Regions from separate parts of the Mus musculus genome. Here all the other regions are linked to region 1. Evidence: chromatin contacts called from public Hi-C and promoter capture Hi-C data. All regions are on one chromosome and are shown on one strand. The core of a region is the stretch at or near the end of the contact, and the rest is flanking DNA. Distances in the headings are between cores, read along the strand shown. Region 1 holds the start of Smarcal1 (SWI/SNF related matrix associated, actin dependent regulator of chromatin, subfamily a-like 1). Region 2 holds the start of Chpf (chondroitin polymerizing factor). Region 3 holds the start of Dnpep (aspartyl aminopeptidase). Region 4 holds the start of Rnf25 (ring finger protein 25). Region 5 holds the start of Stk11ip (serine/threonine kinase 11 interacting protein). Region 6 holds the start of Ttll4 (tubulin tyrosine ligase-like family, member 4). Region 7 holds the start of Gmppa (GDP-mannose pyrophosphorylase A).

Region 1 (3,339 bases), core at 187-2,686:
GAAGGTGGGAACTCAGGAGGGCAGCTGCCTCTGCTCCAGTGAGAAGCAGCAAAGGACTGGGCAGAATGCAGGGTTTATATAGGATTTCTAGAGGGTGGGTGGGATTTCCAGAGTGGCCTGGGACTCAAGGATTGGTGGGATTTTTTTTTCCTTGTAGGGTGGGGCTTGAACCCTCTCCAGCTACACTGGTACAACCACTAGTGACATCTGCAGGGCAGAGCCTGGCCACTTGTGTGCCTTGAGGGTTTATAACCTTTACAAAGTATACTTTTACAAGAGTTCAGGCACTGAAAGCCTTCCCCTGCCCCTTGAGTTGGCATGAATAGCCAACACTAGCAACATTCCTCTTCCTCCTGTTGTGGGCTGCTATTTTGATAGCTCCTGTGTTCATGATATCTTACTGCAGTCCACCTCATCGTCTCTTCTTATTAAAAAACACATCACATTTCCCTAAATGTCTGGTCATTTCCCCAATTAACTCTGTATTCAGAGATCTATCTCTTTGCAATGAGCTCTGTTTGAAAACAGAATCGTTTCAACCTTTCCGTGTACGCTGATGATAGAAGAATATTATATTCAACCATTGGAGGACAGAAAGAATGCTGTGCTCAGAAATGGAGTCAAGTAACCTTGATAGTATCTGATAGATGGGAGGGCTTTGGAATCAGAATAACAAAGTAGCTAAATACAGCCTGGAGAAAATTGTGGACCAGTCCTAGTTCCGTTTTCTCATTTATAAAATGAGGATAATGGAGCTGGGTGTGTGGTGCACAACTTTAATCGCACTCCAGAGAAGGATCTCTGTCAGTTTTAGGCCAATGATACATGTTAAGATCCTGCCTTTTGAGGAAAAAAAAAAAAAGATATAATAATAATCTTATGATGGTGCAAGTCTGTAGGAGGTGGAGGCAGGAAAGACATCCTCTGGTACAGGGTGAGTTCTTAGACAAGTCTGGGTTACATGAGTTACTGTCTATGTTTCATAGGTTGTAGTTCGGATTAACTTAAGTTCCTATTAATGATCAGCACGCTGACTGATGGAGGCTCTAAAAATTTCAATTCCTCTTTGGTCTAGGAAAGCAGATACTCAGCAGCGGCTGGGGCTTATAAGGACGGCACTATTAGAAACGGGTGTGCCAGGAAAATCTTTATTAAGTATCAAATCAATCTGGCTGTCTGACATGTCTGGAGACACCCCTGACACTGAACGCTCAGCCTTCCTTACGCCTGATTAAATGTTTGGAGAAACTGAGAGCTACAACTCCCAGGGTGCACCACACCTTGACCCGCCCACAACGTTACGCCTCTCAAATTCACCAACCTCCAATGGGCAGGCTTTCCGATTCAAACTACAAACCCCAGAAGGCCCTACACCAAGTGTACTATCACCCACAATTTATGACCGGGATCTGCGGCCGTACTGGCTGTTGGGAAATGTAGTTCGACGGTGGCCGAGCCATTCAAATGCCAATGGCCCGCTCCAAGATGGGTGAAATTGTAGCGCTTGAATTCTAGTTCCTCTAACAGTCCAACCAGAAGCGAAAACTGCCTAGGCAAGGCTCTGAAAGACGCTCCTGGTCTAGGGCTGTTCTGCTAAGGTGCCTCACCTTACTGGCCTCGCTAGGTAAGAAAGTGGGCTGCGAAGGAGGTAGCAGCATTGGAGACGGACGAGACCAAATACGGCAAGAGGAGGGAGCAGTGGGGACGGGAAGATCCAAGTGGAAATGCTAGAGGCAAAGTGGGGCGGGGCGTCCCCTTTTCTCAGGCACCCAGGATGTGCACAGGAAGGGAAGGGAAGCCCAGGTCTCAGCAAAGAGGAATGTCTATGTGGTGGTGTGCATTTGTGGTTTATGGTTTATTAGTTGGACCTCTCATTCCGTGGTCTCATCTCCCCAACTGGGTCAGTCAGCATACTAGGCCTTGGTAGGTATAACCCTAGTTGAATACAAGGCTGAGAGTTTTCATTGCTGCTGGCTGGCAGGCTTGAGTGTAACATCTGTGAGAGGAGATGTTTTGGGGTGCTTTGTCTAAAGGGAGTCTTAGCAAGGATTAAAATGTAAACCCTCTGAAGTCAAGAGTCTAGAGCTTTCTTTGACGGCTGGCGGTGCTACTGGAGTATTTCCTATGTTACAATCATTATAATATAAAAGTAACTTTTATCCTGTTGTAGTTGTCTGGGAGGCTCACTGCCTCCATCTGCTAACCTAGGCCTAGTCCTGGAAGCTTCTAGCCTCCTTATATTCTGATCTGGGCCTTGAATGTTTTCAGCCCCTTGAGACTTGCTGCTGAATAAACTCACCCTTTCGTGTTTTTTCTGAACTCTAGCTGGCTGGTTCAACTCAGCTGTTCTGGCTCAGACTTCTTTCCCCAGCTGACTGATTCAGTCTGGCTTTTCTCTCCGCCTCTGAATTGCTCTGTTTGGTCTCAAACTCTAGGAATCTGGTTCTAATCTTCTGGCTCCTTCTCATTCTCTTGCTCATTCTATCTTTACCTGTGTCTGACCTGTTCTTTCTTCAGCCTGTCTCTGTAAAGCTCTCCCGGTAAAACTGCCTCCGCCTCCCTCTCTGCTGCTCTACTCTTTCTCTCAACTCTACCGTATCCTGTGCTGTACTCTCTCCTCCTGCACTGTCTGTCTCTCCCTTAAGTGGCTTCCCGTTCCTCATGAGAGTTGGGCATATCCTATTCTGTCAAATCTTTCTGATTCTCGTCACTTTGTCTGCCACTCAATTAGACATCGTTTTCAACATGGGTGCTTTCTCCTACAAACTAACTTTACCTTCATTGTTTTGGAGTCAAAGGTGAGTACTAAAGGCATATCTGTATTCCAGCCAGAGGGAATGTGTCAAGGGCTGGGCCAAACCCTAACTAGAAACTCAAGTTCAACTATCCTGTAACATTATAAGGTAGTGCTATTTGGGTAAGGCTTAAGTCAGACCCAGCCAGAGAATTTGGTGTTCAGGCCCCTGCATCTAGAGCATTGTAAAACTGGTTCAGCCTATAGGAAAATGTCTAGGGTAAATGAAATCACAGTACAGAATAAATGTATGATCTTACGCTGTAATGAATACCTGTGTTTTCCAAATATGTGGCAAGAAAAGTTCAGAACTATGCTGTGCTCTGAGTGGTGGTGATGTGTGTTGGTTGAGTTGAACTTAACCCTTTATGTCTTCTGTCTGAATTTGGCACAGTGACCCTTGTCCCCAGTTCTCCCCTTTGTCCCCTTATTTTTCCAAGAGTCATTTTGCTCTTGCATGTTGGAAGTCAGGCTCTAGGACCAGCTGCTCTAGCTTGCATTTGGTCACCTGCAGATTCAACAGAAATGTAGTGAGGATGGAAGGC
Region 2 (3,195 bases), core at 412-2,911, 2.9 Mb after region 1:
TACCGAGTTCTGGGAAAAGACAGTTAGGAACAAGATAGCACACAGCTTCACTTGTTAGTTCTCCTCTGGACCTGTTTGGCACCCACGAACGGGAGGATAAGACTGTCTCTCCCACGAGACATGATTTAAGTGATATACTGGTCTCACAGAAAGTGTTGCATCTAGGAGACAGCACTTCCAAGGCAGATGCAGGTAAGAGATACACTAGATCTACTTCCAGATTTCACAACCTAGTGGCTGTGTCCCTGAACATGTTACTTAATCGGTGCCATCTGTAAAATGGGACAGATTGCACTTAAACAGTAACATGCTTGGCACACTGTTGCAGATGCTCCCTGCAACATGAATATGCTGTCAGCCCCGCCCCCCCAATATGTCCTATAAATGATGTGTAGAAGCATACGGCATAGTGGTGTAGAGAATGTCTTTTGGAGAGGGGCAAACTAAGGCAGTGACTCACCTTCCTAAGGTAGAAGGTAAGTTGTACAACTGGAATTCACTGTTACTTAGAAGAAATTACTTCAATGCGTGGGCAGAGACATCAATGTGATGAGTACATTCCTCCCTCTCCCATCTCATCCCAAGGTGGCCCTTGAAACCCATCTAGGAATGAAATACAGGTAAATTCCAGTTCCCTCCTTTTTCTTTCCCCCTCTTTATACACTTATCCTCTTTAACACTCATTTTTCTAATCCTAAACAGACCAGTGGGGGGCTAAGAGGGTCTTTGGAGTATAATTGGGTGGAGTCGGTTTAGCTCAGCTCAGATCCGGACGGGATCCAGAAAAAGCTTCAAACTGGCCCTCTGTCTCCCTGCAAGCAGGGTCATAGGAAGTAATCGAGGCCCAAGGACTTCCTGGCCGGCCGGCCCCTTCCTTCCGGAGCCTGACCCGGCCTCTGGCGGCCTCCCTAGCGCGCGCATCCTGGCTGGTGCCTGCGGGGGGGGGGGGGGGGGTGTTAGGGCGGACGGAGTGGATCAGTACCTGACGGCCTTCTTGGTGGCCTGGCCTGGCTGCGCGGGATGGTAGGGCAAGACACGAGGCTCCCAGCTCTCACCGGTGCCTGCGCCGGCCCCGGGCCTCTCGCGCTCGGATCCGGGCTGCACCGAGTTGGGCCGGCGCGCCGCGTTGGTGTTGCCGCGCGGCGGCAGCTCAGAGTCTCCGGGTTGGGGCGGCCCGGGTCCGCAAGGCTCCTCCACCCAGGTGACGCTGAGCAGGCTCAGGGTGAAGCCCAGAGAGATGCCCACGGCCACGGGCCCCGCGGGCCGCAGCACGGACAGCAGCAGCGACGCCCGCATGGCGTCCCGACAGCGGGTCCCCGGCCCCCGCGTAGCCCGAGGCGGCTCCGAGGGGGCGGGACCGAAGAGGGGGCGGATCCGGAGGGCCCAGGCCCAGCAGGCGGGCCCGCTCCCTCCCCGCCGAGCAGAGGTAGGAGCTCAAGCCCGGAATCCCCGGGCGGGTCGGCCGCCCTTAGAGCAGCACTGCGCGCCCGGGCCTCCAAGGCGGCCGCTGTCCGACGTGTCACCGACAGGGCCCCGCCCCCGAGGTGGGGTCTAGCCGTCAGCTAGCGGAGAGGGACGAAGGGGAGGAGGTTAAAGGGGAAGGACCCCCGGAAGTGCCCCCTCCTCAGCGCCGGAGAGGCAGACGCCGGGGGCGGAGTCCCCTGTCTCCCCCCTGCGTGGTTGGTGCGTCCCGGATGACGTCAGAAGCAGCCCGCCCCTGCCAGGATGGTGCACCCTGAGTGACGTCAGGAGCAGAGGCCGGAGCTGTCCATCAGCACCAAAGGCCGCCAGCGGGCTCAGGGCATGGGGCCGCGGCTCCGGGACAGCCCGAGCTCCTGCTCCTTTCCCTTCCCCGAGCCGGGCGCGAGTCTGTGGAGCTGCAGTGCCAGCCGGTGTCGGAGGTGGGGCGACGACGCCGTCGCACAGAGACCCGTCTCTCCGGCCCAGCAGCCCCCTTCGCACGGCAGACTTTGCCCGGACCCCAGTCAGTCAGAGCCTCTGGTGTCCTACAACCCCGGCTCCTCCGGCCCCTGCACACCCTCCTTTGCTCGGAAGCTCCGGTCACCTCCGGCCCAGGTAGATCTTGGACAATTCCAAATTGAGCCTCCCACAGATGGTGCTCAGGCTGCCTCTTTTTGCCAGCGGCACCCTCCCTCTCCTCGTCTAGCCCCATCTAGTCCCTCTTTTAAGTCCATCCCAGCCGCCTCTAGCCAGGCACTTGTTTCCCTTTGTCTCTGCTCCCCGTTCCAGAGATGCTTCTAGAGCTGCCTGATGTGGGCAACCATTCCTTTGTCCACTGTGCCCTTGCTGAATTCCCCCACTCGCACTGTTATTGTAGTGGAGACCCACAACTGACTCTTGACCCCAATTTCCTCCCTGTCAGGTTGTCCTGGGAGGGTGACCCCCTTCCATTCCCGGCGCTATGCCGGGTACTATGGAAACTCTGCGGTTTCAGCTGCTGCCCCCGGAGCCGGATGACACCTTCTGGGGTGCACCTTGTGAACAGCCTCTGGAGCGCAGGTATCAGGCACTGCCGGCCCTCGTCTGCATCATGTGCTGTTTGTTTGGAGTCGTCTACTGCTTCTTTGGTGAGATCCCCCTCGTTCCTCACCTGTGGCCTTCTACTGTTTCCCTAAAGTTCCTTTTTCTGGTGTCTCGAGAATCATTTCCACCCCATCCCACCCCCACCCCCACCCCACCCTCATGGCGGTATCATTCTCTTGCTGATCACAAGTATATTTGTAGATCATTGACTCTAGATTCTACAGAGAGCAGGTTTTGAATTAGGCTCTTTGAGTTTGAACCGGGCTCTGTATGTTAGTCACTGTGATGTAATGGGCATGTTAACCTGGGTCTCAGCTTTTTCACTTGGACAAAGACAACAGTGTTTGTCTCATATAGACAAGAATTAGTAGGTGGTCAAAGAATAATGACTATCGTAGCGAAGATATGTTTGGATCACTTAGGATAAGCAGACTAAAATAAAATAATAAAAACTCTTAGCATGGTTCCTTACCACAGGGCATATTGCATGGTGGGGGCGAGACCTGGAATATTCACACTTGTGATACATATCAGAGTGGGCTGGATGGTAGTCATACAAATGGAGATCGCCTACAAGGCAGATTCCCATAAGAATGGTTACTGTGAAGAGTTGTATGGGGGAGGGCGTGGTATGCCTGTAATCCCAGCATC
Region 3 (3,177 bases), core at 141-2,640, 2.7 Mb after region 1:
CTCTGTGTTGGGCCCAAAGTTCTCATTGATATTTCGCTGCAGATGGATGGCCAGATGTGGGATGCGCAGGATGGGCCGTTCTATATGGACGAGCCTCTGCTCCAGCCGGCCTGAGGTAGGGCACTGTGGCCAACCGGCCAGGTCAGAACTGGGCACCTCCCAAATCCAGCTGATAAAATCCCTTACTAAACCCAGAATAATCATGTCCCCTCTTCCCCACGAGGACTCTTCACTGGTACACTTAAGAAATGGGAAGACATTCAAGCTTCAGGCTGCCGGAAGTGAGAGCCTCCCCAGTTCCTAGCCCCTCGATACCACCTTGATAATGACGCGTCCAGCCAAGGTCAGGTCCCGGTCGAACCATGTGCTCCAGATCCCACCGCCGTAGGTCTCAACACCGACCTGGTGGTAGCCCACCTGGCTTCGGCGCGATTTGCGTTTCACCTGAGCGTAAGAATGAGAAAAAAGGGAATGTCTGAAAGACAACATCTGGAAGGGAGACTCAGGCAGTAAGTTATACAGAGCAGATAGCACATCAGTTGACAGCTGAAAGTGTATGTGGGGAACATGAGAGCATGGGGCGGGTCTACCTTCTTCCCGGGACCTTGGGATAGGGCCTTGCAAACTCTACCTCCAGGATCTCTTCTTCCCAACCGCCCCCCCCCACACCTCCCTTCAGTCCAAACAAGTCCTAACTTCTTACCCTGAGACAGGGACTGTCCGTGTGGGCCCCAATGAGGCTGAAGCCATTGCCAGGAACATACTGGCCCCCCACAGCAAAAGCAATGATGGAGGAGGAGTTTCTGGTTAAGAAGTACTGGGGGAGAGAGTTGAAAGACAGGGGCGTGAGTTGCTTTATGATCCGGGACACAGGCCTTTGCAATAGTGTCTGCCCCCACGCTATCCCTTAGTACCTTGTTTTCTGGTACGATATCCCAGCCCTCTGTTTCCTTGAGTTCACGGAAGCCAGCCTGGAGGAGGCGGCTGCGGCACTCAGCCACGACTGTAGGAAAAGGGCTCTCTCAGCGATGGAAGTTGGTCAAGTCACTCCCACTCCTAGCCTCCCTAACCCTGGTCACCTACCGTGGAAAGGAGAGGGACTCCGGTTCACGAACTTCAGGAGCTCTCGGGCTGTGGCCTGGATGGCCTCTTTCCGAGCCCTGCCGTTCATAGCCATCTACAGGGAGAAGTGGAGAGTTCAGGTGGCTGCCGGGTCTAGGATCCCTCTTTCAGCCCCCTAGAAATGAGAGCCCCAAGGCTCAACCTCTGCTTCCGAGGACTTCACTGGCGACAGATGTGGATTCCTAGCTCGATCGCTCTCGGCTCAAAGGTTCAGTCCCAGGGCAAGAGGACCTCCACCCAGTTTTGTCCCTGGAGTACAGGATCGGAAAGGCCCGCCCCCTAATCAGATAATCCACGCCCCGCCCAGCTAGGAAATCCCGCCTCCAAGAGGACCTCAAAGCTGGAAAGGCCACTAGCCGGCGCGCCACCGTGTCCGGAATCAAAGCACCACTACACCTGTCCCTTAGCCCCGTCAGTCACTAGACAGCCCTTCCGGCTCCGGGAAGGTCAGGCCACCTCGGAGGGTTTCAGTTTTACTTTGAAACCGGAGTACGCCCGTGTCAGCGCCGCCTTAAGCTTAGCTCCGAAAGGGCGCGCGGCCTGCCACCGAGCCGAAGTGGAGGCGGGACCGGCAACAGCAACACACCTGCATAGCCCCACCGCACTCCGCTCCAGGAGCCGGACTCCGGCCCGCCCCTGACGCTCCGCTCCTCCCTCCCGGATCAGGCCTCGCCTTCGCCGAGCTGTGGGCTCCGCCTCTCGTCAGGCCGCACCGGGACTCCGCCTCTACCAGGCCTCGCCCCGCCCCCGCTGCTCCGCGAGCTCCGCCCCTGTCAGGCCTCGGTCGGGTTCCGCCCCCTCCCGCTACTCGCTCAGCTCCCGTCAGGCCTGGTTCCAAACACGCTGACTGCTCTGTGCCAGTCAGGCCGCGTCCCGCCCTCACTACTCCGAGAGCTCCGCCCCTGTCAGGACGCGTTCCGGTTCCGCTCCCGCCTCACCGACCCGCCTTCCTCCAATCAGGCTGCGTTCTAACCACGTGGACTAGTCAGCTCCAGTCACACCGCGCCCCGCCCCACTGTTCCACTAGCTTTGCCCCGTTAGGAGCCACGTCTCATGACCCGCCCTCATTGCGCCACTAGCTCCGCCCCGTCACGCCTACTCTCCAGACCTTGTCTCCGCTGTCCGGGCTTCCTTGGCAGGCCCCGCCCCTGATGCCTCTCTCGCCCCGCCTCCATCAAGTCGAGTCCTCCAGGCGTTGACCCCCCCCCCTCCGCCCTTTCCTTTGTCAGCGGCCTCGAAGCCGCTGCGAGGCGTTCCGCTCCTGGAGCACCCTCAGGCAGGACGGCCCACCGCGGCGGCGGCAGCGCGCTCTAGCGCCCCGGTGGTGTTAGCACAGCCGCTGACTTCCATGAGTTTATGTTATGATAAACGTTATCGTATGTAATTCTCACAATTTTACTGTCAGCATTTTGTAGACAACGGAATTATGAGAGTAATCTGTCTCTAGTTACAAATGGATGGCACAGCTGGGCTTATGACTCCATAAATTAGTGTGCAGAGCCTAGAACAACTGCAAGAGACTTTCGTAGGCTTTTTTCTATCCTCTTTGGTTAAATGTTATGCTACTTAGTAGGTCTCAGAGGAACACAGAAGTCAGTGACCTTTTCAACACAGCTGTTTGGGTGGCCCTGAGGTTTGATTCTGATACTCATGATTTTTTTTTTCTTTCAGACAGGATTTCAGTTTTGTTCAGGCTTTTCCAGAGCTCACTATGTAGCCCAGGCTGGCCTCAAATCCATGGCAATCCTGCCTCAGTCTTGCAATTGTTGGAGATACAGGCATGAGCCGCCCCTACTGGCTCTTTCTACTCCTTAAAGCAGTTGAGGGGGGCAATTCCAATATTATGTTTCCATGTCAAGAATGTTGAATAGCAATCTTAAAACTCATCCATACATCGATGGATCAGGACTCTTGTGGCTTTGAGGTTCAAAACAGAGTCGACCTACCATGAGTGTAAAAATAGTCTTTCCAGGGATCACAGGTCTCTGGGGTGGGGGTGGGGGGCATCTGTTGCTTTTATACTTGGGATGGAAATGAACAGGGATAGATTCTGGA
Region 4 (3,485 bases), core at 673-3,172, 2.0 Mb after region 1:
CCCTCTGTCCTACATATATGACACCCATTCATTATTAACAAGGTTATCAATACTACTGCTGCCTACCTATACAACTGTTTAGCATGGATCCCTGTGTTCTGAGTACTGCCAATAACCTTGCCAGCACCAGCCAGTCTAAGCATCCTCAAAGGACATATCAGGTTGAACAGGTCTAGGTAGTATAAAAGCTATATTGCATTAGAAAGAGTCATAAGCCTTGTAGCTAATAGTAGAGCAGAAACTACTTACCAAGCTATGTGGTCAGGTTACTTATATTTAGAAACCTGAGTTACACTGTCTACCACCTAGTGATAATAGAGCATACTCACTAGGGCTACTGTAAGAGATAAATGATTTGTTTATATAAAGTGCACAAATGTCTGAGACACAGTATCTAGTCTAGGTGATCTACCCCCTCCCTTTAAAAGGAAACCGAGAAGGGCAGTCTGAGGACTGAGTGTGCACATAACCCTGGATGCCTAGTTAGCCCTGATCAGAGTTCATGGCCCCGATATAAATCAGAGGGTTCACATTTAAACATAGAAAAAACAGCTGTAATGACATCCAAGAAGAGTGATTGTCCACAGCCCTACCCAGGTGATATGAAACCTGTATCCACTTTCTTATACATTTCCTCTCCATCTAGAGGAAGCACACCCCAGTATCATTTCTATAGTGATGGTTATTATTAGCATTCTTCTTAAAGCTTATTTTACTACTACTACTACTACTACTACTACTACTACTACTACTACTACTACTACTAAAAGACATTCTGGCTGCTATAGACCAATGCAGCCACTGCTACTCTGTCATGGCTCAGGTGTCCCTTCATAATCTTAGAAGTCACTCACAACAGTGAAAAGCACTAGTCTGGCTGGGCTCCCTAAACCAACGGAACACAGAGGTGCAGTCTCAGTTAAGACTTCCTTCAGTACTTTGCCCACCTTAGGTCACCTGAGCCTTGGATGTAAGATACAGACCTAAATGTAAATAAGGTCATAGGTTACAGGTGGAGGTGGGGGTGGGGTGGGGATGGGGGTCCGAAATAGGCTGTCCTAATACTAACAGTATAAGGCCTTAACTCAGACAGATGTCCTTTGGTCTCTTGAGGTTTTATACTTCAGCAATTAATGAAAAGCAGGCCTATGGATATTACGAATCCATGGTGATCCATCTTCCCAACTACTCTATGAGGTAATGCCACACCCACTTTTTTTTTTTTTTAATAGCTGACACTGACTCGCAGGAGCTAGCTGGTTTGGTCAGCATCACATCAAGCTAATTAAATATGGAGTGAGCACATTTTTATCTTATGTCCAAAACCCAAAGTCTTTAAAGGCTTTTGGTTTCTTATTAAGAATGCTCGAGAGAATAGGAGAGCTTATGAGGGGAGTAAGGCTTTTCTGACAATAGTTATTAGTGCTATCAGGAATATGGGAAGATTGAGGAACGCGTAGGCAGAAATGGACTGGTCCAAGGGGCAGGATCCTAGGGGCACGAGGAGGGCGTCCGTTCCGAGAGGCGGGAGGTGTGATGAGAAGCCATCCTCCAGGGCCCAGAAAAATCACATCAGGGAGAAGTGGGGAGGGGTAGGCCCGTAGTAGGGAGCAATGGGGTCGATAAGGCGTGGGCCCAGCTGGCAAGGCCGCCGTAGACCCAGTCCCTTCTCAGATCAGCGTCCCTCCTCCCTCCGTTCCCGGTCCAGTAGCTCGCCTACGAAAGGATGTCTCTTCTATCCCTCGCCCCTTGATCCACCCTTTATGCCCGTGGTTCGGACGGTCCGAAGCTGTTGCTAGTTCCCGGCACCAGATCCAGGCAGCCAGCCAAAACCTATGACCCAAAGTTACCAGTCCTCTTCCCCAGCAGCTGTCGACGCAGACGCCGCCATGTCTTCTCCGGCTCTTGGCCGGAACCGGAAACACCTTTTGGGAAGTTAGAGGCGGAAAACTAGGGCGGGGCGGAGTAAAAGAAAGCTGACGCCGTTTCTAGGCAACTGAAGACTCTAGATCCTTTGTGGGGCCTGCTAGCCAAGCGACAGAAGTGCCCTACAAAGTGCCAATGGGCGGTTCGCATCTGTCACACACCTCTGAGAGCTTTGTCCTTTAAACTTCTAATCAGTTCCAGGGAGTAAAACTGGTAAGAGTGGGGAAACTAACGAGAGCATCAATGAGGAATGGAGAAAAGTAACGCAGGCAGCTGGGAGGCCCCGAGCAACTAGCCTGAACTCAGCCTGGGGAGCTTGGAGCGTCTAGACTGGGAGCAAGTTAGGGGACCTCTGCTCGGGGCCAGAGTGGCGGTGCTGGGCAAGCTGAGGGTGTCAGGAACCTGGGAGAGTATAGAAGGAGCGTGTGAGCATCGCTGGTGGAGAGGGGAAAGGGAACACCGGTGTGCTATGGGCACCTAACCTGGGTGGGGAGGTGGGGGTGGGGCTGGAGACACTAAGACCTGATCATCTTTCCACCCTGGTCATGATTTTGAGGCCTTGGTTATTGTGAAAAATAGAACAAAGCAAGGTTGATAACGTGTATCTTTCTCCCATGTTATGAGCCAGGCCTCCCAGATGTGTGGAACTACCCCTGGATCTATAGCTCTTTGTCACCGTCTTCTTTCTACCTTCTGAGAGACCCCGAAACCCTTGCCATGGAAAAGTACCACGTTTTGGAGATGATTGGAGAAGGCTCTTTTGGGAGAGTGTATAAGGGCCGAAAAAAATACAGTGCTCAGGTAGTAGACAAGGATATCTTTTAAATGGGATTTGGTGACCCACGTGTCCAGTAAAAACGTGGGACAGAAGGGCTGCACGGTGTTTATTTCTAGACCCTGACACCAGCATACTTCCTAGGGTATACAGGCCCAGAAATTTGACTTCTTGGAATCAGATCCCAGCCTTAGAACTAGGAACAAACTACCTAACATCCCATGCTTCCATTTCCCAAACAGTACAATGGAGGAATATTGATAGGGTCTGAGGATCAAATGTGTTTCACACTTAATCACTTAATACAATGCCTGACACCTACTGAATGACAAAAATGATCACTGTTCTTTGTATTACCTAAGAAAAGATAACACCTTGAAATCTGGTCTTCCATCTTTACCTTTTCCTTCTCCTTTCCCCAAATCTCACGCTGAGTCCTTTGCTTAGGTCAGAAAACCTCTCCCAGAGTCCCATCAAAGGAATCTATTTGCCAGTAACTGTTTCCCTTTAGTGATGGGCTGACAAAGCCAGAGTACATCCATAGTACCCGGGGGGGGGGGGGGGTTGAGGTGGGGGGTAAGTATGTGTTCACATTTATACTAAGAGTTGATCAAGAAGTATAAGTCTTGAGTTGTGGAGCTCTAAGATAAAGCTTGAAATATTTGCACAGAGAGAGAGAGAGAGAGAGAGAGCACACCAGTGAGTTTTATTGGGGTTTCTTAAACAAGTATAAGTGACGGTTTACTTACAGGATCAGAAATGACTCACAGACAGCTGTAACACC
Region 5 (3,256 bases), core at 257-2,756, 2.9 Mb after region 1:
AAGCAAAGGTTTCAAGGCACCACATCAGGATATCAAAAGAATGAGTTTTTGTTTTTTGTTTCTTTTTCTGCCTATGAGAATTTGGCTTGATACAGTTGACTTGATTGTTATGGCTCCTCCCCCATGGCCAGCTTCAGGTGATCGATAAACAAGGACTGACAGTTGCTATGTAATGGATTATCAATTGCACAAAATGTCCCAGATCCATGAGACGGTATATAGGAAGTTTGTTCAGGCTAGAGAAGCCTTCCACCACCTCTAAAACTGACTGACTCCAACTCTACTCTTTAGATTTTTCATTAAAAGCAAACACTTGCATGTATGAATGTTTTGCCTGAATGCCTCTACACCATGCATGTGCTGTGCCCATGGAGATGAGAAGAGATTGTACAACCACCTGGAACTGGAGTTACAGATGGCTGTGGGCCGCCATGTGGGTACTGGGACTTGAACCCATGTCCTCTGGAAGCCTAGCCAGTGCTCTAATTCACTGAGCCATCTCTTCAGTCCTACACTTCATGTTTAACTTTCTTGTGTTAGAAAGGATTGTTTCATAAAAGACATTCCCCTCCCAAGCCTAGCTAGTCACTCCATCCTAAGAAATGTTTTCATAATGTAGACCAGAAGTTGATGTCAACTGCCAGACCAAGAGCCAGGGTAAAAACTACAGTGGTGCTGGGTGGTGGTGGCGGCGCACGCCTTTAATCCCAGCACTTGGGAGGCAGAGGCAGCCTGGTTTACAGAGTTTCAGGGCAGCCAGGGCTACACAGAGAAACCCTATCTTGAAAAAAAAAAAAAAAGCTACAGTGCCAATTTGGAAGTAGAAAACTCAACAGTCTTGCTTTTGTTAATTATTGATATATTTTATTTTCAAATTTAGGAAAACCACTTTTAGTTAGGTGTACTGAGCTGTAAATACAGTTAAAAACAAAACAAAACAAATACAGGTTCAGGTCATTACCAGTGACTAATTTTTGTTTTTGAGATAGGATCCCACTATGCAGCCCTGGCTAGCCTGGAACTCACTATTTAGAGCTGGCTGGTCTTGAACTCACTGAGACCCTCCTGCCTCTGCTTCCAGAGCTCTGAAATCAGAGACCAGGGACCAATTTGAGAGTGTGCTAAACCCTAAGGAAAAATAAGTCTAGAGACTGAGGACTATGACAGCAAAGGGGGTTTGAGAGTGGCATCCCTGCCAGCCTTAGCCCTTCTGGCTGATATAAAAGAACTTCGCAAGGACAGGACAGCTATGTAACTGGAAGATCAGTATTTGTTTTGGATGAGTTCTTTTCCTTCTAATACAAGATCCCATTTCTCCAAGCTCTGCTTCCCCGCCCAGTCTGCAAACAAGAGTCAGGTTTCTCTCTCTGCCGAAGGGGCCACCCAGAGCCGAGCTAGACCTGGGGCCCCGTTAGGGGCTTAATCCCGGCTAGTTCCGTCCTACTGACACATCGGCTCGCCCAGGGCGTGGCTTCCGGTAGCGAAGGCATGCTTTCCGGTAGGTCCTTTGCCTTCCGGGGCGGGACTTCCTGCCCTAAAAGAGCCCGGCTGCCAAAGTGATTGGAGTGCGAATTACGCGGGCCCATGGGCTCCCGAGGCCCAATGCTTTTTGGAAAAGGGGTCAGAGAGATCGTTCTTTTTAGCTGATGCTTACTTTTTACATTGCGCGACGCCTCCATTTGCACGAAAGCTCTGGGCTTTTGTTGCCCACCTGAGGCTCTTCCGCTTCCCCTTTCCCCAGGCTCCGCCCCCAGCGTCCCGTGGCTATGACGACCGCTCCGCGGGATTCAGTAGTGTGGAAGCTGGCGGGACTTTTGCGGGAGTCGGGTGAGTGGACTTCTGGCTTATTTGGTTGGGAGTTCTAGGTGTGTTCGATACTGTCCAGAAACGCCGGGAATCACCGAGTCATTGCCGGCGGGGTCACGAGGTGCCGGCGTCTTCTGGGTGTGTTCCTTGTGACGCGTTGTTTACAGTCATGCCTTTGACAGTCTAAACTCTATCCATCTCTCATAGCACTTAACTCTCCAGAGGAAAGGGATCATTAATAGATTAAACACTTGCAGACAAGAACATAATCACTTGTACCGAAAGCCAAGTATAAGCACCTTAGACACCAGAGATTTGGAGACCCACATAGGTTAGTCCCAACCCTCTATCAGACTTGGATAAGTTTTTAGACCCTCAGTATTCTTCTCAGATAGGTTAGCATAGGGATTGTATTGAACGCAAAAGATAGCGGGATTTTAGTTAGCTTATTTAGTGCAGTGCATGCATGCATAATAAGTGTTCAAAAGATAGTGTTACTATAGTTGCTGCCCCAGTGCCTGGGCATGGCAAAGATCACTGTGTTGTTTGGTTTTTGTTTTTTTTTTTGTTTTGTTTTGTTTTTTTGTTTTGTTTTTTTTTTTTTTTTGAGACAGGGTTTCTCTGTGTAGTCCTGGCTGTCCTGGAACTCACTTTGTAGACCAGGCTGGCCTCGAACTCAGAAATCCGCCTGCCTCTGCCTCCCAAGTGCTGGGATTAAAGGCATGTGCCACCACGCCTGGCACTATGTTGTTTGTTATGTGGTTGCCATCATCAGCTAAATGATCACAATCATGATTCTTTGAGAGCTGGGGATATAGTTCAGTAGCAGAGCATATGTTTAGCATGTACAAAACTTTGACTTATAATCCCTAGCATCCTCCCCACACACACAGAAAGGAGAGATTCTTCTTTGAGCCCCGGCTTTCCTATCTGTAAGGTGGGGTTAATGGATGTCTTTAGGAGATAAGGATGAGATCTAGATGAAGCAGCTGTCATTTGGAATGTGTGACCTCGATGGCATTAGTGCTCCATATCTATATACTCCCACCATGGCATCCTTGGAGTCTCTTGATGGCAGTTCATTTTCTGGTTTGTGTTAATAATTACTCCCATGCTGTGCCTTTTCTAGACTTCCAGGGGACACCTTGAATTATGTGCATGTCTATACTCAGTGTCTAGTACATAGAAAAATCTCTTTGTAAGGCTGTAAGATTTATTATTCAGCAAAGATCTGACTTGGCTCCCAGGCTCGGAATCGTAGAGTTCATATATGATTGTGGGGATGGAATCACTTTGTGTCTTGATTATGGTGGTGGTTGTCATAATCTACACTAACAGAATAGAACTGACACTATATTTTATCAACACCTAATTTCCTGGTTTTGATAATTGTACTATAATTCTGTAAGTCAATTTGGGGGAAGCTGAGTGAAGGGTGTGGGAGATCTCT
Region 6 (3,328 bases), core at 449-2,948, 2.1 Mb after region 1:
TGTCTTGAATTTCCTTAGAAAGTTCAAGGCCAGGCTTACCTCGTAAAGCTATACTCACTGGTACTCTCGTTCCCCAGCTGAAAAGTTCTGAATTCATACAGTTGAATCCTTCTTAACAGTCTGCTTTACGGGAACCTTTATTACCGCGACCCGCAGTTCTGGTTCTGGAATGAGGGATCTTCCTTGCGCCAGTCCCGAGTTTTTTCTCGTCCCGGAATTCGGCACCAATTGTTATTAGACGCGTTCTCACGCCCGGCCAGGAAGAACACCACAGACCAGAATCTTCTGCGGCAAAACTTTATTGCTTACATCTTCAGGAGCAAGAGTGTAAGAAGCAAGAGAGCAAGAAGCAAGAGAGCAAGAAGCAAGAGAGAGAGAAAACGAAACCCCGTCCCTATTAAGGAGAATTCTCCTTCGCCTAGGACGTGTCACTCCCTGATTGGCTGCAGCCCATCGGCCGAGTTGACGTCACGGGGAAGGCAGAGCACAAGTAGTCATAAGATACCCTTGGCACATGCGCAGATTATTTGTTTACCACTTAGAACACAGCTGTCAGCGCCATCTTGTAACGGCGAATGTGGGCGCGGCTCCCAACATTTTTCTTCAGCTCCAGCACTCCCATTTTGTCTAAGAAAGTTCATTTATACTGTATATTGGTTAAAATTCTGAATTTATCTGATTCTATAGCATTACTCAATTGTTTTCCTCTATATCCTGTATACTGAAGTTAGAGTCAATGCTTGATTAGATTCAGCTTTTAAATTGTTAAAATTTAACATTTTGTAAAATAAGCCATACTTTATAAATATTGCTGTGTAATCCAAATCTCATCAGGAGACAAACTAGATAATTGCCCTAGATTTCCTGATCTAAAATTGATAAGTAACCCTTTCATAGTTCAACATCTGTCAATGACTGTTGCTTAAGTATTTTGCTACTAAGTTCAAATTGTTTTCACCAGGCTAGTTTTTCTCTGCATAGCCCTAGCTGATCTGAACTCACTCTGCAGACCAGGCTGTCCTCATACTCAGAGATCCACCTGCCTCAGCCTACCGAATGGTGGGGTTAAAGAAGTGCACAACCGGTGCCCAGGCCTCATCAGGTTAGTTATATCGTTAATTATCATAGCCTGTTTGAGAAAGCTCCTTTTGCCATCCAGCTGACTTTATAGTTCTCTAAATTTAATAGATCCAGCGACATCTGAAACAGGGGGATCTATTCTGCGTGGAGAGATTATGAAAGGACTCACACTTAGGTAAAGTTCTCACTCGAAGCCCATAAAACTGGTAGTTGTAGTTATGTCTTGCTTTGTCTCGTCCCGCTCCGTGTTTGGATTTAGGGAAAGGTGAGTGGGAGAGAGTTAAAGTGCCTTGAGCCACTTCCTCTTACTTGCCTCAAACTCATGGAATTTTGGTAGGAATTCTTTAATAGAGTCTTGGCGCTGTATGGTCAGAGTCCATAGTGGTTAGGTAGAATGAATCGTGGATTCCCAGAACGGAGCCTTTACTTGCAGGACTACAGTTCCCAGAATTCCGCTCGCAAGAGTTCCACCGTGTCGACAAGTTTGCGCGTGCGCAAATTCCTTGCACTTTCTCTCTCCCTCCCCCCAAGTCCCTCCTTCTCCCCCCCCCCCCCCCCCCATTCTCTAGGCTGCACAAGGGCTGGGATTCGGCGCGCTTGCCTCGGGCCCTCCCCCTCCCATTCCTTTCTGGCCTTAGATCTGTCCGCTGGGGGCGCGCTCTGTGTGGGACAGAAAGCGGCAGAGCGTGGGTCGCGTGGCGGAGCTTGGTTGCTAGGGACACCTGAGGTCGCCCGCTCGCCCAGCAGGCGCAGCGAAGAAGCGGCGCGGAGCCGGCGTCCAGTCGCGGCGAAGTAGGGTACCGTAGGTGAGTGTGGTCGCAGAGCTGGTGTCCGACCCCGGCCGGCCGTTCCCGCGTGCCTCGGCCCCAGCCCTTGGCACCGGCCCCCAACCCCGCTTCCGGTTCGCCACCTCGCCTTTCTCTGGTGAGTCGGAGACCGGGGCCTCCTCCCGGGCCCTCTCTCGAGTCCTCCTCGGCAGCCTCCACGCGGGGAGAACTTCGTTGGCTTCTCCTCGGGCGGCCCGAGCCCCACACCCTTCTCGGTCCTGGTTTCAGCGTGTCCTCTTTCCCGCCGCGCTGCGGTTTAAATTCTGGCTTGGGTTGAAATCCCGGCTCTTTTCAGGGCCTGCTTTTTCCTGACCCCACTCTGAGTTATCCATACACACTTTCCTACATTCCAGAAGCTGAGATCCTAATTTAACTCATTTATCCAGCCATTTTTTTTCATTTAATAATTTACAGCTTTTATAAACATCGACAAGTAGGTAACGAGTGAAGCCACTATGTAAGGTTCCTAGGGAGGGTACATTGGTGAGCAAGACAAACGTGTTTTCGAGAGTTTATAGAACAAGAGATTTTTAATCAAGAAAGCATTTGCCATACTGATGTATGTGCTGTGGTAGAAGTGAAGCGCTTAACCGCGATTTGTTTGGAAAAATACGTCACCCCACCTTCAGTCTTTACATTCCGGTTCTGAATCTTGGAAATGTTTTAATCAGCATTTGAAACCCTTCCTTTATGGAGTCATTTTGAATATTCCGAATCTCAATTTCAGCGCCTGTTGATTTGGCCAATCAGCAGTAATCTGGAGGAGCCTTTAAGAGCAGGTACCGTTGGATCCTATGCCTTCAATTGTTGCAATACTGAGATTATTTGCATAAAAACTATTCCCTTTATTGTCTGGAAAGTTACTAGCGATTTACTGATTAGACTCTAAGCCTGGCCCTGAAAGTTATCAAATGTTCTCAGGGAGTGAAGAAGTGGGAAGATATTCAAGTTACAAAGTAGCTTTAGAAAGATACAGCATGGCCTGAACAGAGGTCCGAGCTCAGTTGTGTTTGTTGGGAGCCATTCTGTGAGCTGGGCTTATTAGGGCCCAAGACTTAACTTAAAATGAATCTATTTCCTGACTTGTAGTTTCCAAGTGACTTTAGTTTTTTTGTTTGTTTGTTTTTGTTTTTGAGACAGGGTTTCTCTGTGCAGCCCTGGCTGTCTGGAACTCACTCGATAGATCTTGAACTCAGAGATGCACCTGCCTCTGCCTGCCCTGCCCTTCCCATCTTTTTAAGGTCCTAGGGATTGAACCTTGGGAGTTACACATTCTAGACAGTCAATCACTACCACCAAATTAAAAGTCTCAGGCCTGGAAGGTTTTGTGGGACCATGGGATTTTAAAACTTATTTTAAGTAAAACATGAGCAAAAGTATTTAGTAAGTTCGTTTGCTCTTTTTCTCTTCTTACTTTCTTC
Region 7 (3,507 bases), core at 608-3,107, 2.9 Mb after region 1:
CCAAGGATCCAGAGGTAGTGGTGGCTCTGGGAGTGCAAGATACTGATAACTGGCCATCTGGACCAGTATAGAGCATCAACGATGCCAACCAGTGCTCAGATTCCATGGGCATCCTTATGGAAGGCTCATGTGCTCTAGGTTCAGAACAGCGTCACCCTGTGGGCATCTGCAGTGGTAGTGTCCAGGCGGGAGTGCATTTGTAGCTGGGCCTAGTCCAGACCGAGTGAGGAGGAACCCACCCTCCACACTGACTGGAGGGCATGACAAGCCTAGCAATTTCCTCCCTTCCTTCAGGTCCTGATCCCACCCAGACTGAGAAGTCAGCCCGGGGCTCCCATCCTAGGATTCTAGGACCCAAGGTCACAGTGTGCGTGCGCCAGGATTTAAAATCTAGTTTTCTGGCTCCCAACCCAGGGCGCTTTCCTTACACAGAGCTGTCTCCGAAGCACTTGTGAGAGCTGTATCTCTTTTGATCTTCTACTTGACCCAGAGAAAAAGGGACAGGGATAAGTCCTGTTTAATAACGAAAGAGATAAAATGTAAAGGCTAGTCATCTGTCCAATAACATACTGTGAATTCAAATGCATCGTGTGGAGTTAGGGCCAGATATTCCTCATCTCATGGTGATGCTCGTGTCCTATGGTCAGGTTCCCCTGTCCTTTGTTGAGTCCATGCTAAGATATAAAAGGGACCTCAAAGACGCCATGGCAGCACTGACTGCCCACTCCATGTCTGCCAGACCAAGCACGGGTAGGACATTGAGGACCACGACAGGGAGGTCTAGGATCTGCAGCTAAGGCAGGGCTGAGACTGGGACCTGTGTAGTATTGTTCCCAGAAACTGGACTGCAAAGAATGAGCTTTATAATTAACGCTCATTACACACACAGATAAACTGACCCACAGATCTGCCCTCCGTCTCTCCACACCTTCCCCAGGGTGTAGAGATTGGTCCTAACACCACCAGCGCCTTACCATTCCCCAGGACTACCCCAGGACATGGCCCAAGGCTTCCTCAGGTGGACATGGCTTGAAAGGGACCATCAGACCTTTTTACCCTGGCTGCGATCCCAGGTGCTGGTGGGATCCAAACCCTCTTCTGCCTTGCTTAATAAAACTGCTTTCCTGGCTGGAGAGATGGCTCAGTGGTTAAGAGCACCGACTGCTCTTCTGAAGGTCCTGAGTTCAAATCCCAGCAACCACATAGTGGCTCACAACCATTCGTTAATGAGGTCTAACGCCCTCTTCTGGTGCATCTGAAGACAGCTACAGTGTACTTAGATATAATCTAAAAAACAAAAATAAAACAAAATTGCTTTCCTTCTGATCCTCCTCGTGCTTGTTTGTTTTGTTTTCCATCGCCATTTCCTCTCCCTGCCTGCCCCCCCCCCCATATTTATTCCAAGACCCACAGGCCAAGGTCACAGAATGTTGGAGTCACTAGGAAATCTGGAAAGCTCATTTTACAGGTAGTAGTCATCCGGAATAGGATTTCTCTCAGTGTCAAATTTCTCAGCTGGACAAATTTTGGAACTGTGATTGCTCCTTTTCTTTTGCTCAGTCTAGGCTCAGCCCCTCCAGGCTGTTCCAAAGCTGGCCACCCAGGGGATTGTCCTGTGACTTAGTGCTCCGCTGCCCCTGAGCCCATACTGGAAAAGCTTAGGTCTCAATCTCAAGTTTCCAGGCCTAACTTCTTAGCCCCCATCCTTACTCCTCTCTCTCCTCAGTTAAGCCTTGTCCTACGGTGACTTGACGGAACGCACCAGGTTTCCAGCACGTTTCCCAAGTGTCTTATTGGAGTTGGAGAGAGAACGTTTTCAAAACTACAATTCCCAGCAGCCCCCGCGAAAGAGCTCTCGCGGGTTGTAAGGAGACACGTACGCGGAAGGAGCAAGCAGTGGCAGGCGGCAGAGCTGGCGTAAAGGGAGCTAGTGGTAAAAGGATCTACATGGTGGAGGGGGTGGTGGGCAGGGTAAGGTGTAGCAGACGGACCCTGGACGTAGGGAGGGCTCACAGGGCCTGTCTTTCTCTCCTCATGCCCACGCTTGTGTTGGTTCTATAACCAATGGCTACGAGAAACTGACGTCTATTGGACTGACTCAGTTGTGGGGTCCAGGTCAGCAATCAATCTTTGGAATCCAGAGATTCCGCACCAGTGGTCGGTATGCGCACGGCTGGAGTAGTAGGCTCAGCGTTTGACATGTCAACGGAACCTGTCTTTTGATTCGAGCACATGTAGGTAGTTGTAGAATTCACAGTCAGCACCTAGAGGTGTTAGGGTTGGTGCTCATCAAATGCAGATTGATGTTAGTTCTGTACTTGGGGCGCATTCATAGGATTAAAATTAAATACCCAGAGCTCACTCAAGGTTTGTGGTTCCATATTCACCGCTGGGATTCGGAGTTGAACAGCTAGAAGGAGGAAGCAGTCATTTGCAAGGCACTGGGACTAGAGGTTTCAGGGTTTTGAGATCTGGGGTCAGAGAAGGGGGTCCGTTGAGTACCCGTGTTTACATAATTTGTTCACGGCCAAAGAGAAGTCATTAGAGATAAAAGGGAGGGCTGCAGGGTTTTGAAGCCATCTGAGTTCTGGATTGGGATGAATTTCGTGATTGTGTGCCCAAGGAGGGACTATACTGAACTTTTGTGTTTACATCCTAGGAAAGGACTATGTGTTGTAATTATTCTGTTGTGGTTTGAGGTTTAGGTAATAGCGCTCATCATGCTCAAAGCTGTGATTCTCATTGGAGGCCCCCAGAAGGGTGAGGAGATGGGGGACAGGGGAGCGGGTAGGCTGGAGAGGTCGGTGGGGTTGGGACACAAGGAAATAGGAAGCTAAAACGTTCTCCTGTCCTCTCAGGGACTCGCTTCAGGCCTTTGTCTTTTGAGGTGCCCAAACCTCTGTTTCCTGTGGCAGGCGTTCCCATGATCCAGCACCATATAGAAGCCTGTGCCCAGGTAACCCCACACTTCCTGCCCCTCTCCTTCATGGTGTGTGTCTGTCTTCCATTTCCCAGCTGCCATCTTTTCCCACCAACTACGGCTCCACGGGCTGCCATTCACAGGCGTCTGAGCACTGCTTTGGGCAGCCAGTCCTGGTGACTTCCCTGCCTCTTGCTGCTGCTCAGATTTCACACTTAGTTTTACAGTATGGAATGTGAAGCCAGGCAGGGATCTTAAAGAATAAGCTAGAGCCATAGCAGGGGGAATCAGTGATAAAGCGCAGAGCACCTATGCTGTAGCTCCTTTTCTTTATTGCTCCATTATTGGGATAGACAAGGTTTGAGTCTGAGTCCTGTCTTCCTGCTGGGACCTGGAGCAAGCCAAATTTCAACCTCTTTCAGCTCTAGTTTTCTTATCTGTAAAGGAGATTAAACCTCCCGTGCAGAGTGTTGAAGCTGTAAAATGCCTAATTCAATGCAGACCCCTGATAAATGACCCTGTCATCTTAGGCTGGAACCAAACTTAGAATAATATATAATGGGAGATGGTTTGGTGGGTAAGTGCTT

What was found. Promoter capture Hi-C pulls out the DNA fragments that hold promoters and counts their contacts. Hi-C and Micro-C count contacts between places; a contact is called where the count stands out from the background. Capture Hi-C pulls out chosen DNA fragments and counts their contacts.
Region 2: a contact with region 1 is called in a promoter capture Hi-C map of pre-B cells, with 3 times the contacts expected there. The contact joins the promoter of Chpf here to the promoter of Smarcal1 in region 1. A contact is called at or near these places in 1 of 39 promoter capture datasets (pre-B cells) and 2 of 9 other capture datasets (adipose tissue and liver).
Region 3: a contact with region 1 is called in a promoter capture Hi-C map of pre-B cells, with 6 times the contacts expected there. The contact joins the promoter of Dnpep here to the promoter of Smarcal1 in region 1. A contact is called at or near these places in 2 of 39 promoter capture datasets (liver and pre-B cells), 4 of 484 Hi-C or Micro-C datasets (CD4 T cells, CD8 T cells and erythroblasts) and 2 of 9 other capture datasets (adipose tissue and liver).
Region 4: a contact with region 1 is called in a Hi-C map of CD8 T cells, with 4 times the contacts expected there. The contact joins the promoter of Rnf25 here to the promoter of Smarcal1 in region 1. A contact is called at or near these places in 1 of 39 promoter capture datasets (liver), 3 of 484 Hi-C or Micro-C datasets (CD4 T cells, CD8 T cells and muscle stem cells) and 1 of 9 other capture datasets (liver).
Region 5: a contact with region 1 is called in a promoter capture Hi-C map of liver, with 4 times the contacts expected there. The contact joins the promoter of Stk11ip here to the promoter of Smarcal1 in region 1. A contact is called at or near these places in 1 of 484 Hi-C or Micro-C datasets (CD8 T cells) and 2 of 9 other capture datasets (adipose tissue and liver).
Region 6: a contact with region 1 is called in a Hi-C map of CD8 T cells, with 11 times the contacts expected there. The contact joins the promoter of Ttll4 here to the promoter of Smarcal1 in region 1. A contact is called at or near these places in 1 of 39 promoter capture datasets (liver) and 1 of 484 Hi-C or Micro-C datasets (CD8 T cells).
Region 7: a Hi-C map of CD8 T cells shows a contact between it and region 1, with 4 times the contacts expected there. The contact joins the promoter of Gmppa here to the promoter of Smarcal1 in region 1. A contact is called at or near these places in 2 of 39 promoter capture datasets (liver and pre-B cells) and 1 of 484 Hi-C or Micro-C datasets (CD8 T cells).

The regions. Positions count from the first base shown.
Region 1 is chr1:72,581,815-72,585,153 of GRCm38.p6, forward strand. Smarcal1 (SWI/SNF related matrix associated, actin dependent regulator of chromatin, subfamily a-like 1) reads left to right here and starts at 1,437. Exons shown (of 17, transcript NM_018817.2): 1 at 1,437-1,624.
Region 2 is chr1:75,477,810-75,481,004 of GRCm38.p6, forward strand. It overlaps Chpf (chondroitin polymerizing factor), which reads right to left and starts at 1,662. Exons shown (of 4, transcript NM_001001566.3): 1 at 983-1,662; 2 at 1-9. The coding sequence starts at 1,296. Tmem198 (transmembrane protein 198) reads left to right here and starts at 1,723. Exons shown (of 5, transcript NM_177056.4): 1 at 1,723-2,076; 2 at 2,384-2,588. The coding sequence starts at 2,423.
Region 3 is chr1:75,315,627-75,318,803 of GRCm38.p6, forward strand. It overlaps Dnpep (aspartyl aminopeptidase), which reads right to left and starts at 1,391. Exons shown (of 15, transcript NM_016878.4): 1 at 1,265-1,391; 2 at 1,084-1,177; 3 at 915-1,003; 4 at 704-817; 5 at 319-444; 6 at 1-123. The coding sequence starts at 1,177.
Region 4 is chr1:74,599,475-74,602,959 of GRCm38.p6, forward strand. Rnf25 (ring finger protein 25) reads right to left here and starts at 1,923. Exons shown (of 10, transcript NM_021313.3): 1 at 1,851-1,923. The coding sequence starts at 1,891. Stk36 (serine/threonine kinase 36) reads left to right here and starts at 1,981. Exons shown (of 27, transcript NM_175031.3): 1 at 1,981-2,139; 2 at 2,555-2,727. The coding sequence starts at 2,644.
Region 5 is chr1:75,520,023-75,523,278 of GRCm38.p6, forward strand. It overlaps Stk11ip (serine/threonine kinase 11 interacting protein), which reads left to right and starts at 1,507. Exons shown (of 25, transcript NM_027886.3): 1 at 1,507-1,620; 2 at 1,742-1,827. The coding sequence starts at 1,767.
Region 6 is chr1:74,660,004-74,663,331 of GRCm38.p6, forward strand. Ttll4 (tubulin tyrosine ligase-like family, member 4) reads left to right here and starts at 1,699. Exons shown (of 20, transcript NM_001014974.2): 1 at 1,699-1,886.
Region 7 is chr1:75,434,079-75,437,585 of GRCm38.p6, forward strand. It overlaps Gmppa (GDP-mannose pyrophosphorylase A), which reads left to right and starts at 1,858. Exons shown (of 13, transcript NM_001357170.1): 1 at 1,858-2,234; 2 at 2,700-2,760; 3 at 2,859-2,956. The coding sequence starts at 2,721.